Linked DNA regions of Mus musculus: all the other regions are linked to region 1. A link is a contact called in public HiChIP or PLAC-seq data. All regions are on one chromosome and are shown on one strand. Each heading gives the region's core, a stretch centred on a gene start, on an enhancer-like site or on the middle of the called end of the contact. The rest is flanking DNA. Distances are from core to core; before and after follow the strand shown.

Region 1 (4,817 bases), core at 596-3,095:
TCTGGGGCAGGCAGGCGACCTGGAGTCTCTCCCTGGGCCCAAGGCGGCAGCGCGTGTCTCGGCTCTGCTTCCACCCGGGGCGACTCCCAGCTACCTCACGCCGGTGGCGGGAGCCAGGGGAGGAGGAAACCCTGGAAGAGGACCGGCACACGCCCGCCAGAGGGGCCGAGGCCTGAGGTCCAGGCCTCAGGAAAGGACGGTGGACCACGCGCGCGCACACACAGAAGCACACTGACACTCCATTCACAGAGCACACGATGCGATGCGCTCGCGGTCGCACAGACAGTCACTGGACACACACTCAGACATGGGAATGCACACACACACACACACACACACGCACGCACGCACACGCACACACCCTCCATAGGACACCAGGCTCCAAAGCACACTCAAGCACGGGATCTCACCGCAGGCCGAGGGGGAGGCCCATGCACACATTCACACACACACACACACGCACACACGCACACACGCACACACACACAACACACACACGTCCGCACGCGCGTGCCCGACTGGCCGGGAGGCCGCACAAAGTTGCAAAGCAGACGCAGGCAGCGTCCCCGGGGACCGCGGCGTCCCCAACGCCTCTGACGAGCTACGATGGGGACGCTGTCCCGAGGCCTCCAGCCAGGCCCTGCGGGGGCCCCGACGCCGCAGCCCCGCCCGCAACCGGGTGCGCCCCACGGCCCTCCCCATCCCGGGCGCCCCGCGGCCCTGGCGCCTCCTCGGATCAGCCGCCAGCCAGCGCCGCTCGGAACTTGCGAAACAACAAACCGCCCGAAATGTCGGAGTCGGCGGCTACAGCCACGTCTCTCCCCGTTCCTTCCCTCGCCAGCCGCAGGGCCGCCCCAGCCTCCGGGGGACGCCGCCGCGACAACTTGTTCCGGCCGGGTGCGCCACGCACACGCGCGCGCGCGATCACACATACACTCACATATGCACACACACATGCACACACACCCTCGGGTCCCGGCCACACTCGACCACGGCCTAGGAGCACCCCAAGCTCGCAGCGTCCCTAGCCACGAAACCATCGCTCACCGACACACTCACATCCACTCCAGACACGCTCCCCCATACGTATTCCCCGCATCCCTGACATTCACACGGACCCACACAGCATCGTACACCCCAAATACTCCCACAGGGTCACTCGTGGGCACAGAGCTCACACAGGTTCCGACCCGGTTCCCACGACTGCACACACACACACACACACACACACCACACACACTCGGGCCCACACTTGGGCACAATCCACCGAGTCCTCACAGCACAGGCATAAACAAACACGCGGGTTTTCAAACGCACCAGCAACAAACAGTACTCCCGCCTAGGGAATACAAAAAAAAAAGCCAACAAATGCAACACAGGATCAGACGCAACTCTAGCCAAGCCACTGAAACTCAGATACACAACCCACTTGGCAGCGTGGACAAACATGAGCCAGCGCACACCCGGTGCTCCACGCAGGCGACACTCACACCAGCACACTCGCATCCGCGGTACACACTCAACCTCAGTTTGCACACAAACTACAGACACAGCGGCCACAGAAGCTTGGAGCACTCCGACACCAGCGACAAGCCATCCCCGGCCCCCCGGGCACTCGCGGGATAAGCTTGGAGGGACCGCGCGCGCTTACCTGCGGGAGTCTCGGTCTCAGGCGCGCAGAACTGGAAGGTGAGCGCCAGGACCAGAGCCTGAGCCCGGGCCATGGCCGCCGCCTAGGTCCTGGAGACCCGCAGCTGGGGAGGCGACGCCTCCGGAGCCCGACCGGGAGCCCAAGGCGAGCGGGAGCCGTAGTGGAGCAGTGCCGCGCGGAGCGGGACTGGCGCCGAGTCCAGAGCGGGAGCCCGAACGAGCGGGGCGCTGACGTCAGGCCCCCGGGCGCGAGTTCCGCGGTCTCGAGGCGTCCCCTGCTGGTGGTGTCGCGCGCTGCGGCCCGGTTCCCTGGGCCCGCCGGCCTTGGCGTGCCCATCCCCCACTCTCGCACCCCGTCGACAAGATCCATCGGCCGGTGCCGGTGTTCAGGTCGGCACTCTCAACGCATCCGTTGCCCACGGCTGAGACTGTAACCCAGGAACCCTTGGCTCCTCTGTTCCCTCAGTTGCTTAAGTTTTTCCTACCTTGACTACTCTGAACATAAACTCCCAGCTCCCTCCAATGACAGAGCACTCTTCATCTACCTGAAACGTTGTTGGGCCTTTGGAATGTTGCCGTTTACTTTCAGTAATATGAAATTCACTTCTCTCTTACTGACGCTCGTGCCTCTACAGTAGCCTCCGGCTACTCGGAGTAAGTAGATTTGGAACTCTGCCCCGTCCAAGTTTTTGCACAACCACCAGCATAGTTGTCAGTGGCTACTTAAGACCAGGTGCCATGTGTGCCTCTCTCTGGGACTCTGTTCATCTTCACTATTGCCCTAGGGGACACACACCATTCTAATGCCATTACACAGTTGAGAAAGTTGAGATCATAGAGCGTGACTTTTTCAAGATTATGTGTCAGTATGAGGCGACACCAAGATCTGAATCAAGGTTGTCTGGTTCGAAATGTGTAAACAAACGAACAAAAACCGACTCACATCTGGAAACCCATTTGCTTCTCAAATACTGAATAGATATGGGCTTGTTGGTTCAGTGATGACTGTAGACTACCGAGGAGATTAAAAAACAAAGGCTTGATCTCCGGGAGCTAGAGAGACGGCTCAGTGGTTAGGTGCGTGCACGCGGCTCTTGCAAAGGGCTCAGGATGGATCCCCAGCACCCTTGTCCAACCACCTGTAACTGCGCATCAGACCAGCACTTCTGGCCGTGTATATTTATAAAATATAAAATTATATTTTAAATATAATTTAAATATTTTTTAAAATCCCCACCCTCATGAAGCTTACATTCAGGAGGAAGATGCAGGAGAGGGTGGGGGGGGGGGTTGGAACCTACAGTAGGGAAAGTGGATCGCTGCACTTCTAAACAGACTGCCTGCTATGTGATGGACTTGGTATATATCCCCCATGTTTAGAATGTGTGTCCCCCTAGGGAAGCTTTTTCCCCCGGGGCCTGGTATCCCGCATACTCGATGAGTAATGAATGAGCGGGTAACTGATAGATGAGTACTTACAGAGAGGGCCCTTGCTCTCACGAAGACTTCATGCCGCAGATAAATAAATACATATGGAACTTCAGTCTGAGGCATGCGCCCTCAAGGAAATGAAGCTCTTGCAACAAGGAACACTAAAAGATGGGGGGGGGGGGTCGGGTCACGCTTCAGAAAAGACAGTCCAAGACAGACGCCTTTGCCAAGGATGTGACCCCATGCCACGTGATCTTAGACCTGACGTGTGAGGAGCCAGCCTCAAGCACACCAATGGGAAGGAATGCTGCAGCCAGCCAGACCAATGGGAAGGAACGCTGCAGCCAGCCAGACCAATGGGAAGGAACGCTGCAGCCAGCCCGAAGCGCGAGCCTTGGTCTAAGAGGGAGCCCGAATGGAAGGGTGAAGAGGAACGGCAGGTGCAACTGGAAAAGTTGCCAGGGCCTGCAGACCACACAGAAAGCCGAATACGGAAGACATTTTGAGTCAATAAACACTAAGAAAATGATCAGCCGCTGGAGAGTCTTGAGTTTTGGTTTATTACTTTCATTCCCCCCAACAACTAATGGGCAGAGATGTTGAAGGAACTCATTTAAGTACAGGTCTTGGCGTCTGTAAGGCCTCCCTATTTCTTGTCTCTTCCCTCAGTTGGCTCACACTGAGAAGCTACCCTGAGGCTAGAAAAGGAAGAACTGAGCATCCCTGGTCTCCTTGGGTCCTCAAACTGCTGCTCAAGGAAGCAAAGACACAGCTCTCGAGGACCCGAGCATTAAACTGAGAGTCACCATGAGACAGAGGTAGAGGAAGGAAAAGTGATGGGCAAGACAGAAAGACATGCTGAAACAGAGAGAGATCTGGCAACCCGGAGCCGGCTGTGCGTTGGAGGGGGGGAGAACTGAAGTTTTGGGGTTTTGGTTTTTGTTTGGTTTTTGTTGTTGTTGTTTGCTCTTTTTATTAATCTCAAGTTTTGAGGTATGGACACTGAGAATCAGAGAGCATGATGTATTTGCGCAAGGTCACTCAGTCAGTCCATAAAGGTGTCAGGATTTGAACTCAAATCTGATCGGTTCCACGTTCTCTTGCTCCTTGGTCAGAGGACAGCCTCAGAGACTACGGTGAATGTGGTGTGCCAGTGTTAGCAACAGGTAAACAGAGGAAGAGAACATTGTTCCCCTTTGCTTTAAAAAGGGCCACAAACTTCAACAATCCTTGCAAGATAGAGAAAAGCCCTGGCTTGGAGTGGCTGCCCCAAATCTAGGGAGAAGGATAGGGTACCACAGTCAGTGCCAGGTCAGGAAGAAATTCAATTACCTGCAACTCATGGAATATTTATGATGCCTATCCTGTGTTAGGCCCCATATTGAGTGCTGGCATCCCGGAGATGAAATTTTGCCTGGAGGGGGAAGTGGACATATAAATAACTACAAGATAGTATCCTAAAGGCCATAACATTAGCCCAGAGAAATTACAAAGGCATTGGGGTTTGCTCAATAGAACAATATGTGAACCTGGAATTCCCCTGGAAGGTTAGACAGGAAAATTCATTTCAGTCGATCGAAACCTGAATAAAAGCGTAAGACAAGGAAGAGCTGGTGAGGGCGGAGTTGGGTGTAGTTGGGTCGCTGGCTATGTACAGTGCAAAAGATAAAGCCAGAAAGAGGGTAGGCATCAAAGTGCATATGGTCTTGAATGCAAAGCTAAGGCCAATAGGCTTA
Region 2 (4,817 bases), core at 1,628-4,127, 500 kb before region 1:
GGGTGCAGATCTAGCCATAATCATCCTGTAGAGGTCCATTACTAAGGCTTCTTTATGCTGAGGTGTGGACAGTCCCTTTCTGTATTAAAGGCTGCACCCATAGGTAATATTTGCTATCATCTCTACCCTGTTGTCTACCTCTTTCCAGGTCTTTAAACACCAAGAAGGGCTCTTCAGCATTGCCTTAGAAGACCTAATTGGTGCCCTCTCTGCCTTGCGTCCAGTCAGCTGCAAGAAACAGCAAACCAACTCCCCTATCCCACTTCCCCTTCCCACACCTCTACTGCCAAATTTGAAGCCAGTGCAGTTGATAATATTTGCTTGTCTTTTTGTGCCTGAATTTCTCCTTTTGTGGGGAAGCCTTAGGGCAAATCTCTTATGCCCACAGCAGAGGCTGTGCCACAGCTATCCCAGGGTGCTCACCTTCCTGTCCCATAAGTGCCATCTTTAGCAACTGCAACACAGTCTCTAGTTCACCAGTAACCTGGGGGTATTCCCATACTTATGAGGCAGACCTCATTTATCATACTACCCCATAACATGTAGAAGAAGGTAACTACCCTGGAAGTCCCCCAAAGATACTTGTATTAGTTAGGGTTTGTTTGCTACAAAGAGACACCATGACCAAGCCAGCTTTTATAAAGACAATATTTAATTGAGGCTGGCTTACAGGTTCAGAGGTTCAGTCCATCATCATCCAGGCAGGAGCATGGCAGCATTCAGACAGGCATGGTGCTGGAGGAGCTGAGAGTTCTATATCTTTATCTGAAGGCTGCTAGGAGAAGACTGACTTCCAGGCAGCTAAGACAAGGTTTTTAAAGCCTATGCCCACAGAGACATATTTCTTCCAACAAGGCCACACCTACTCAAACAAGCCCACACCTCCTAATAGTGCCACTCCCTAGGTCAAGTATATTCAAGTCACTACAATACTCTATGATGGATGGTAACTCAAAGATAGCTGTATTAATGAAACTTCAACCCCAGGATGGTGACAGCTCACAAAAGCTGCATCCCTGAAGCTTCCTATACAACTTACACGTAGCTCTGATGCTCAGTCTCCCCTCTCTAGCATTGTTTACTACCTTTATAATCTCAGGAAGAGGCTTGTGAGTCTCCTAAACTTCAGGAACTTCCTTCCTGAGTACTGCATGTTTCCTTAGCTCCCTGTCATGTGAGCCTCTTTTCATTTCACCATTCCAAAATGTGTGGCCCTGGTGACAGCATCAGTTGAAACACTAACAGGGGTGGGGGACATTTCACAAGGTTCCCTACTAGATGAATTATAAGCAGTCAATGGCTGTGGAGGAGGGAGAATCAGCTTTCTTTAAGGGGAATACAAGCTGTCCTTGGTAGGTTATCCAATCCCAAGTGATTAGTCACATGTACATGTGGAAAACACTGAACAGACACAATAGGTTCATATATATATATATATATATATGATGTATGTATAATGTATGTATGTATGATGAATCTGAGAGGGAATGGGATTAAGGAAGAGATGGAGAAAAAGTTTAGGGAGAAGAAGGATATAAATGATATCAATATAGTATTCTCACATATGAAATTCTTTAAATATATTAAACCAGGTGCATGATGATGCATAGATACCTTTGATCCCAGCAGTTATCAATTGGGAGGCAGAAGCAGCTAGATCTCTGGCTTCAAGCCCTGCCTGGTGTATGAAATAAGACTCTGTTTCAAAGATAAAATCAAAAGTAAAAGCAAATATATAAAAAATAATAAAATAAATAAGTAAATAATAAACCCCCCAAACAGTCTCCCCAGAACTTCCTGTCCCCAACCCTCAGGATCAGAGCTTGTCTCCGCATGTGGCGTCTGAGACTCCCCAAGGGTTCCTTTCCTCATCACCCATTTCATGCAGCTTAGTTCCAGAGAGGAGCCCTGCCCCTGGCCAGGTTTCAGAGACCAACATTGAGCTTCGATTCCTTCCATCTTGGAAGACCCTTTGCTATAGGGTGGAAGGGGAGCCATGTTCACTAAGAGGACTGAAGAATCCTGGTTTCTCACAGTTCATTCCTCCTTCCCAGCCCACTCCTCCTAGGGACAGTCTTCTCTCCTCCCGGGACAGAGGTGCATACAGTCCGTACATTGTGAGGGTCTCAGCAGCCTTTGCTTTGGGCTTCCCCTACATAACTATAAATTATGTATTCCAAGGAAGCAGTGGACCCCATATGGGGAGAGGAGAAACCAGGGTTCTCCTGTCCACTAGTGAACATGGCTCCCGCTCTGCCCTATAGCATAGTGCCATCCAGAGATGGAGGGAACCACAGCTCAAAGTTGGTCTCTGCAACCTGGCCCGGGGTAGGGCTCCTCTCTGGAACGCAACTGGTGAGAACAGACCCAGGCAGTGGAGAGAGGAGAGGATGAGGGGGGTGAGTAGAGAGGAGCCCTGTCCACTTCGGATGGGCAATGGAGCGAACTAGTCAGTAACGGCCTTTCTCTCTCACACCACCCTCTGCTTCCTCATTACCTGGAGCGTCCAGGAAGCTGGAAGCACAACAGTTACATGTGTTAGTCAAGTCTCCTTTAGCTGGTGGTGGCTGGGTGGCTTCCTGGCAGATGGGCAGAGGCATCCTAGGTGAGGAAGGGCCAGCCTTTTGCCCGGTTCAGGGCAGGACTGAGAATTACCTGGGAAATAGGCAGGTGGATGTGGTGCTGGGTGTGTGGGAGGTGGGGGAGGCATTCAGGCTGGGGGGGGGGGACAGGGGAGGGCTCTGCTCTAGTCACCAGGGGCCCAGCAGCCCTGCTTGGAGCTCGGGTGTTTTTTGTTCTAATTAACATCCCTGAGAATTAAACCTCACACCCCACAAGAGCTAGCTCCCTTGGGAGCACTCCCGCTCAAAGGCAGATTAAATATGAACCAGTTCCCACCACCCGGCACAGCCAGGGAGGCACAATCCAGAGGCGGAAGCTGTAATTACCAGCTGATTATGCGACGAGAGTTATTAAAAGATAAAACAAAACATCTCCCAAATAAAAACAATCATTGCCACTGTGCTATCCCTGTTTCGCTTAAAGAGCCCAGCCCTTTCTCTCTTTCTCTCTCTCTCTCCACTGCTGATCTTAGATTTCACACACTGCTCTGGGCTATTCCTGAGCATTGTCTGTGTGGCAGGGAGCAAGATACGACTGAGGCAAGGAGCTGCCCTCCTGGGAATTAGAGTCAGTAAAGGATCTGACCTCTCAAACAAGAGGCACACAATATGTGTCACCACCTCTGCAGTGAGGACAGTCAGTGTACTAAGAGACATGAGGGAGGATAATAAGGAGAACTAACAGCTAGGGGAGGAGTATTAGGAGCTAGTATTTAACTTGACCCTCAAAGGAGCTGGCTGACTCCCTGAGGAAGGGCAGCATGACCTAAGTATCAGGAACAGAGTGTTCGAAGAGCTTGAGGTGGTGAGGAAGTGACGGATGGATTAACAAAGGACCCAGGAAGTGTGATGTGTCCTGGTAATGAGGAGACAGCAAAAGGTGGCAGAGGAGGAAGCAGCAGACAGACCTGTGGGCTCTTGCCACCTCCTCAGTGCAGTTTGGTGACTCAAGGTTTCCAAAGTCGCACTGAATTGTAAGTGACCCCATGTGACTTGGTTTATAAAATCACCCTCAAAGCCTCCATGGAAGTTACCGTGAAAGCTTGGATCCCAGAGGGGAGGCAGAAGGAACTTTCAGGCTAGATCCTATCTGGCTGGAATGTAGAGGAGGGATTCAGAATAGAAACGCCCCTTTGGAGATGGGTAGGCATGGGGTTGGGGCTCACCCATACCTCTCCTGGGGTTCTTCTGGGAAGGGATGTAGTTCTTTTTCTGGGTGGAGAAAAGATAGAGGCTATACCAGGAGCCAGCACCTACTGTTCTCGGAAGCACACAGACCCCAGATCTGAATCTTGTCCCACACAGCGGGAGAAGGTCCTCAGAACCCCTCCCGCCCTGGCTTGTTTTCCCCAGGGTGACTGCATTTAGCTGTACTTGTTTATTAGCTTCTGAGTCCGGACACTGAACATCCCCCCAAATGGCTGGATGTTGCCCTTCAGACAGCTTCTACCAGAACACAACAACCCAAAGGAAAGCCATGAACAGGTGTACCCTGTTCCTGGTTCATCCATCCATCCATCAGCGCCTTTGGTGGGTATGAGGTGCATGATGCGTAGTCTGCTTTTTGTTGTCAATAACCGGATCCTGCAGACTGAGTGTATCAAGAAATAGGTTATCCGAGCCTGTGGTTGAGGAGAGGAGAGGAGAGGAGAGGAGAGGAGAGGAGAGGAGAGGAGAGGAGAGGAGAGGAGAGGAGAGGAGAGGAGAGGAGAGGAGAGGAGGAAATAGAGAGGATGGGGGAAGAGGAGAGGGAATAGAGGAGAAAGAGATGTGGGGAGGGGAAGGTGAGTGAGGGTGGGTAGGAGGGGAAGGGGTGGGAGAGGAGGGGAGGGGAGGGAGGGGAAGGGGAAGGGGAAGGGGAAGGGGAAGGGGAAGGGGAAGGGGAAGGGGAAGGGGAAGGGGAAGGGGAAGGGGAAGGGGAAGGGAGGAGGCCAGCAATCTATTACTTCCAACCTGGACTCACCAGCTAAGCTTTCATCACCTCCCAACAGTCCACTGAGCTGTGGACCAATCCACAGATTGATCCTCTCATGATGTGAGAGGCCTCATGGCCCAGTCACCTCTGAATGCTGCCTTACTGGGAATCAGCCCTTAGCATGACACTTTGGGGACACTTCCAAACAGATTCCAACATGCCATGCCACATCTCCCAGTCCATCCTGGAGGAGTTTCCTTCTACTAGAGCCAGAGCATATA
Region 3 (4,817 bases), core at 927-3,426, 380 kb before region 1:
AGCCAGTTAGGCTCAGGGTAAATGAAGCAGGGAGGCTGGCAGAGAAGAGCAGCAGCCTCCATGCTGTGACAGGTGGGAAACTGAGGCACACAGGGCCACACAGCTCTTAATAGAAGAGCTGAAGCTGGGGAGTGTGTGTGTGTGTGTGTGTGCGTGTGCACATGAGCTCATACATGTAGGACATGTAGAGCATGTGCATATATAGACATGTGTGTCCATGGATGTTTGTACATTCATATATGTGGGGGCATAGGTGTGGGGGAACTTACATACACGTGCAGACCTGAATATGTGTGCGCATCCATGACTGCCCTGTGCTGAGCCCTGGTGAAAGGGCCCAGTCACATGACTCCTTCGGGCCAGCTGGTGAGGCTGTGGGAAGAGAGGAAGGGAGCAAGCACAAAGTTTATCTTTCTTTATTTAGTTTGTAGATTATGGAAGGAAATTAAATTTGAGATGTTTGCAGGGAGGTAATTTTCCCAGTCACTCACCGTGCTCACAGATCCCACAACCTGACTGCTTCTAATTGCATTAATTGGATGGTGGGGTGGGGGGTGGGGGTAGGTGCTTCTTTGCTCTGGGAAGATCAGGCGCAGAGGAGTGCAGGCAGCTGATGTTCAGGGACTCTCCCAAGGGGGTTCCAGCCCAGGGTTGGGAAGGAGGGGGCGGTGGGGCTTGTCACAAGTTTGATATCTTGTGTCTCTGCAAGAGGCGGCCAAGAGAGGGCATTCCTATATGGAGGTGGAGGAAGGGACAGACAAGCTCTTGGTCACTTCTCAGAGCTGCTGGGGTCAAGAGGAGGGTCACATGGTTGCTTGGGTGCCCCGGGGGAATAGCTACAGTCAGAAAGAGATGGGTTAGAGACTGGAGTCTTGGAGGCCTGGTTCTCAGCTGGAGAGCCTGGTGGTTATCACCTTGCTCCACTGCCCTGTGCTGTCCCTCCCTCCCCAGAGGCCTGTTACAGAACCTGTGGCCCCAGATGCCCACTTCTTCCTGGTCCTAACTATCAATCTATGTGGCCTGTACAGTGCTTTCCAGGCCTGTTCACTCTGGAGAACAAACTTGGACTCAGTCCTGCTGACAGGGAATGAGTCAAAAGGGGGGTGGGGGCTGGGAGCTAGTGATATGGCTCAGCTGGTAGAGGACTAGCCCAGTAGGCACAGAGCTCTGGTTAGATCCCCAGAAAAACGTACAACCTGAGATGGGGCATGGCGGTACATGCCTGTGATCCTAGCATTTGGGAAGGTCAAGGTCATCCTTGGCTACATAGGGAGTTAAAAGGCAGCCTGGGCTACAGGGGACACTGTTTCAAAGAAAGGGAAAAAAAGAGAGATGGAAGGAAAGAAAGAAGGGAGGGAGGGAGGGAGAGAAAGAAGGAGGGAGAGAGGAAGGGAAGGGCAGAGGGGAGAGAGGGAGGGATGGAGGAAGGGAGGGAGGGAGGGAGGGAGGGAAGGAAGGAAGTATGGCTTCTGGGGACCCTCACATACAATATGGCCAACTTCTGGCCTTCTTCAGCACTCAGTTTCATGGCACCGCCAAGGGGACAAGCACTCTAATTTACTGATCAAGATCAGGGCTTCTCATCTCTCCTTTCCATTTATAGCTTTTAAGATAATAGCAAGCATTTATTGGGTACTTACTGTATACTAGACACTTTTGTAAGGATGGCAGTCTATTAATAAACAATTAGTTCTTGGCAGTTGTCTAGGATCTCCGTTTAATAGACAGGAACTAAGAGCATAGAAAGTTATTTCACTTGCCACAGGCCTGCAGCCAGCTGTGACTGGGAGATGAGACCAGCCCCAGGGCTCTGCCTATCCCTTAGCAGGCTCTTACAGTGGAAGCTCACCTAAGCTTCCAGGGGTCATTGATTCGATTGGATGCTCTGCGGAATGCCTGCCTCTTCCATCAGACTGTGAATCCCAGGGAGGCAGGACCTCATGTGTCTTCTTCCATGGTGGCTTCCCCAGCCCCCAGTGCTATATGTAACAAAAACAAGGGCCTGGGATCCTCGCCTTCCAGGGGAAAGCTGACCATGCCCCCAGCTCCCCAGCCTCCCAGGTACCATCCCCTTTCCAGCTCACTCTCTCTTTTCCTCCCCACCCCCTCTACCCCTCTCCTGACACCTTTCTCCTCCCAGCCCCCTGACCCTCTGGTGTCTCTCTCTCCATTGCCTCCACTCCCTGCTAATTAAATGGCCGTGTACATAGTTCCATTTGCATTTGCTTAGAGGCCTCAGTGCCTTGGGCTGCATGTTCATTAAGCGGCTCTTGTGTAGAGGGTGTAATGAACCGATTTCATTACAACTGTCAAGTCTGCCCAGCCTGGGGCCCATTAAGCATTCGCTGAGAAGAGAGAGCCTCACTCTGTTCCTTCGGCTTGGAGTTCTGGAGCAGGCTAGGCTGGTTTGGAGTGAGGGAAGTCTCGCTTGCACGCCATAGCTCTACTTGGGATGCAGGGGAGGAAGCCATGCTGGACATGGCTGGACACGGCGGGCCCCAGGTTTTAGCTGGATCAGAAATCCCAGCGGCTGAGCCAGGGTCCTGTAGTCCCCAGAATGGTTTTTGCACGGGGTTCCACATTCATCCTGTCCAGATTCCGGTCTGCAGAAGGGAGAACCGGCCTGCTACAGGAGGACTACATTTCTCTCATGTAGGATCACATGACCGGGGATAGGGGACTGGAGCTTGAATTCAGCTCAGCTCCTCAAGAACCTTGAGGCCCCAACAGATGTGGGCCACGTGGTGGGAACCCCCCCCTCTCCCCAGAGATTCCCACATGGGCATGGAGACTTTGGGGATGTGGAGCTTGGAACAGGATCTATATACCAAGACCCTCTCTTCCTGCAATGTCCCTTAGCATCCACCTCCCACCCACTCACCACCCACTCCCTCACTCAGGCATTCAACATTTTAAATCATTGTCATTATCCCCTGTGATATTGGCTTCCTTCCAGAGATGATTAGAATTTAATTCAGCTCAGGCCCACTCTCCTTTAGCCTCATGATATGGACATAAGATTGGAAGTGGGACTCTCACACTGGGAAGATCCAAAGAGGAAGGATGGGAGAACTTGTGTGAGTGGAGTAGTGAGTGTCCTTGAAGATGCCTGTCTGCAGGTATACATGTTTGCCATAGGTATGAACACACACACGTGTGTGTGTGTGTGTGTGTGTGCATAAGGTTGGTGCTTGAGCATATACATCTGCAAGTACGTGTATTTGCCATAGATGTGCACACACACATGCACATGTATGTACATAAGGCTGGAATGCATACATGTATGCGCGTGGTTTGCCATAGATATGAATGTGCTGGTGCACACACCTGTGTGTGTAAGGCACATACATGCTTAACAAGAGAGCAGCTGGTGGGGACAACAAGGGTAGCACCTTACCAGGTATGGAAAATAGAAAGTAGAGTCTATGGCAGATGCCAGGACAAGAAGGTCAGACATTATTACTTTGCTGTTGGCAATAGGGCCTGGGAAAAGGATGGGACCCTGTGAAGAGGAATGTCCTAAGCTGAAGTCAATGACACAGAAGCCACATTAGCCCCAAATGAGAAGCAAGTCAACTTTTTAAAAGCTAAGTTACGGGGGTGTTCCCCCTTCAAAGTTCTCCAAGTGACTTTGAATTGAGTCTTTTCCTGCTCACAGGTCTCAGGAATCTACAGACTATGCTGAGAGTCTCCTGGAGCCAGGTGGGGGCTGGTTATGTGAGCCAGCCTCTTCTGTCCTGGAGATGGCCAATGCTTTAGGCTCTTGCCTCAGGGTACCAAGGCCAGGACATCTGCCTTCAGGCTCTCTCTGAGGTGATGTAACCAGGACATGATCTGCCTGGTGTCTCTTGAACGCTGGCCATCTGCCTCTAAGTAGTGAACTTCTTCATGCAACACCAACTCAGACTCAGGATGGCCAGGATGCAGTGAGCTTGCTTCATACAAAATCTCACTGGGGCCTCCCAGGGAAGGCCAAGGGACAAAAAGAAACTTCCCCCAGTGACCACTTAGGCAATGGCTGTGACACACTGGAAATTCCAAAGAATTCACTGTCTTAGTTCTCTTTCTAGTACTGTGATAAAGCATGGTGACTGAGGGCAACATGGGGAGGAAAGGTTTGGAATTTGGGGGGAGATGTTTTTTGGTTTGGTTTGTGGTTGTCTTGTTTCTTTTCTTTTCTTTTCTTTTTTCTTTCTCTTTCTCTCTCTCTCTCTCTCTCTCTCTCTCTCTCTCTCTCTCTCTCTCTTTCTTTCTTTCTTTCTTCCTTTCTTCCTTCCTTTTTTTTGGATGATGTGTTGGATCAGAGTTCATTATAAAGGAAAAGCCAGGGCAGGAACTCAGGCAGGAACCACGAGGCAGGAACCGAAGCAGAGGCCACTGAGGAATGTTGCTTACTGGCTTGCTTCTCAGAGCTTGCTCAACCTTTCTTACACCACCCAGGACCACCTGCCCAGAAGTGGTACCACCCATAGTGGCTTGGGTCCTTTCACATCCATCATTAATACAAAAATCTGACTCACAGATTTGCTCACAGGCAATCTGATGGAGACATTTTCCCAGTAGAGGTTACCTCCAGGTTTGTGTTAAGTTGACAAAAACAGACAAACAAATAAACAAACGTAAGCAGCACACCCACCTCCCAGTGTCCTTGAGTAGCCATAGGCCTCCATGTATAGAGAGGAGAGCAAAGAAAATATTGTCATAGGTACTGGTGAAAACCTACTTCATCTGAGGCAAGGACTCAAGATAAAAACAAAAAATTGGGGCTGGGGGATCGCTCAATTGGTAAGTCAGTCACTGTGCTGTTCCTGTGAAGA

What was found. HiChIP or PLAC-seq counts read pairs in DNA pulled down with a chosen protein or histone mark.
Region 2: an H3K4me3 HiChIP or PLAC-seq map of embryonic basal ganglia shows a contact between it and region 1, with 3 times the contacts expected there. The contact joins the enhancer-like site here to the promoter of Ptpru in region 1. A contact is called at or near these places in 10 of 39 promoter capture datasets (the 3T3-L1 cell line, the HPC-7 cell line, embryonic stem cells and 4 more) and 8 of 115 datasets of contacts at active chromatin or transcription factors (craniofacial prominence, embryonic basal ganglia, embryonic forebrain and 4 more).
Region 3: an H3K4me3 HiChIP or PLAC-seq map of embryonic basal ganglia shows a contact between it and region 1, with 4 times the contacts expected there. The contact joins the enhancer-like site here to the promoter of Ptpru in region 1. A contact is called at or near these places in 10 of 39 promoter capture datasets (the 3T3-L1 cell line, the HPC-7 cell line, cranial neural crest and 5 more), 2 of 15 datasets of contacts at CTCF or cohesin (embryonic stem cells and stem cell-derived epiblast-like cells), 26 of 484 Hi-C or Micro-C datasets (the HPC-7 cell line, Sertoli cells, cardiomyocytes and 8 more), 17 of 115 datasets of contacts at active chromatin or transcription factors (a beta-TC-6 cell line, craniofacial prominence, embryonic basal ganglia and 8 more) and 3 of 9 other capture datasets (adipose tissue, embryonic stem cells and pancreatic islet).

Annotation. Positions count from the first base shown.
Region 1 is chr4:131,836,433-131,841,249 of GRCm38.p6, forward strand. Ptpru (protein tyrosine phosphatase, receptor type, U) reads right to left here and starts at 1,846. Exons shown (of 31, transcript NM_001083119.2): 1 at 1,652-1,846. The coding sequence starts at 1,724.
Region 2 is chr4:131,338,379-131,343,195 of GRCm38.p6, forward strand. No RefSeq gene overlaps it. Among named protein-coding and RNA genes, the nearest start is that of Gm35634, 68 kb to the right of the region's middle. Within about 2 kb of position 2,878, at least 10 of the 459 cell types and tissues checked have an H3K27ac peak or open chromatin away from gene starts, as enhancers often do. A contact at or near this core is called in embryonic basal ganglia, where this site is marked.
Region 3 is chr4:131,459,650-131,464,466 of GRCm38.p6, forward strand. The region is part of intron 2 of Gm46723 (a long non-coding RNA gene); the gene reads left to right. Gm35779 (a long non-coding RNA gene) reads right to left here. Exons shown (of 8, transcript XR_390804.2): 6 at 492-731; 7 at 270-372. Among named protein-coding and RNA genes, the nearest start is that of Gm46723, 5.7 kb to the left of the region's middle. Within about 2 kb of position 2,177, at least 19 of the 459 cell types and tissues checked have an H3K27ac peak or open chromatin away from gene starts, as enhancers often do. A contact at or near this core is called in embryonic basal ganglia, embryonic forebrain and pancreatic islet, where this site is marked.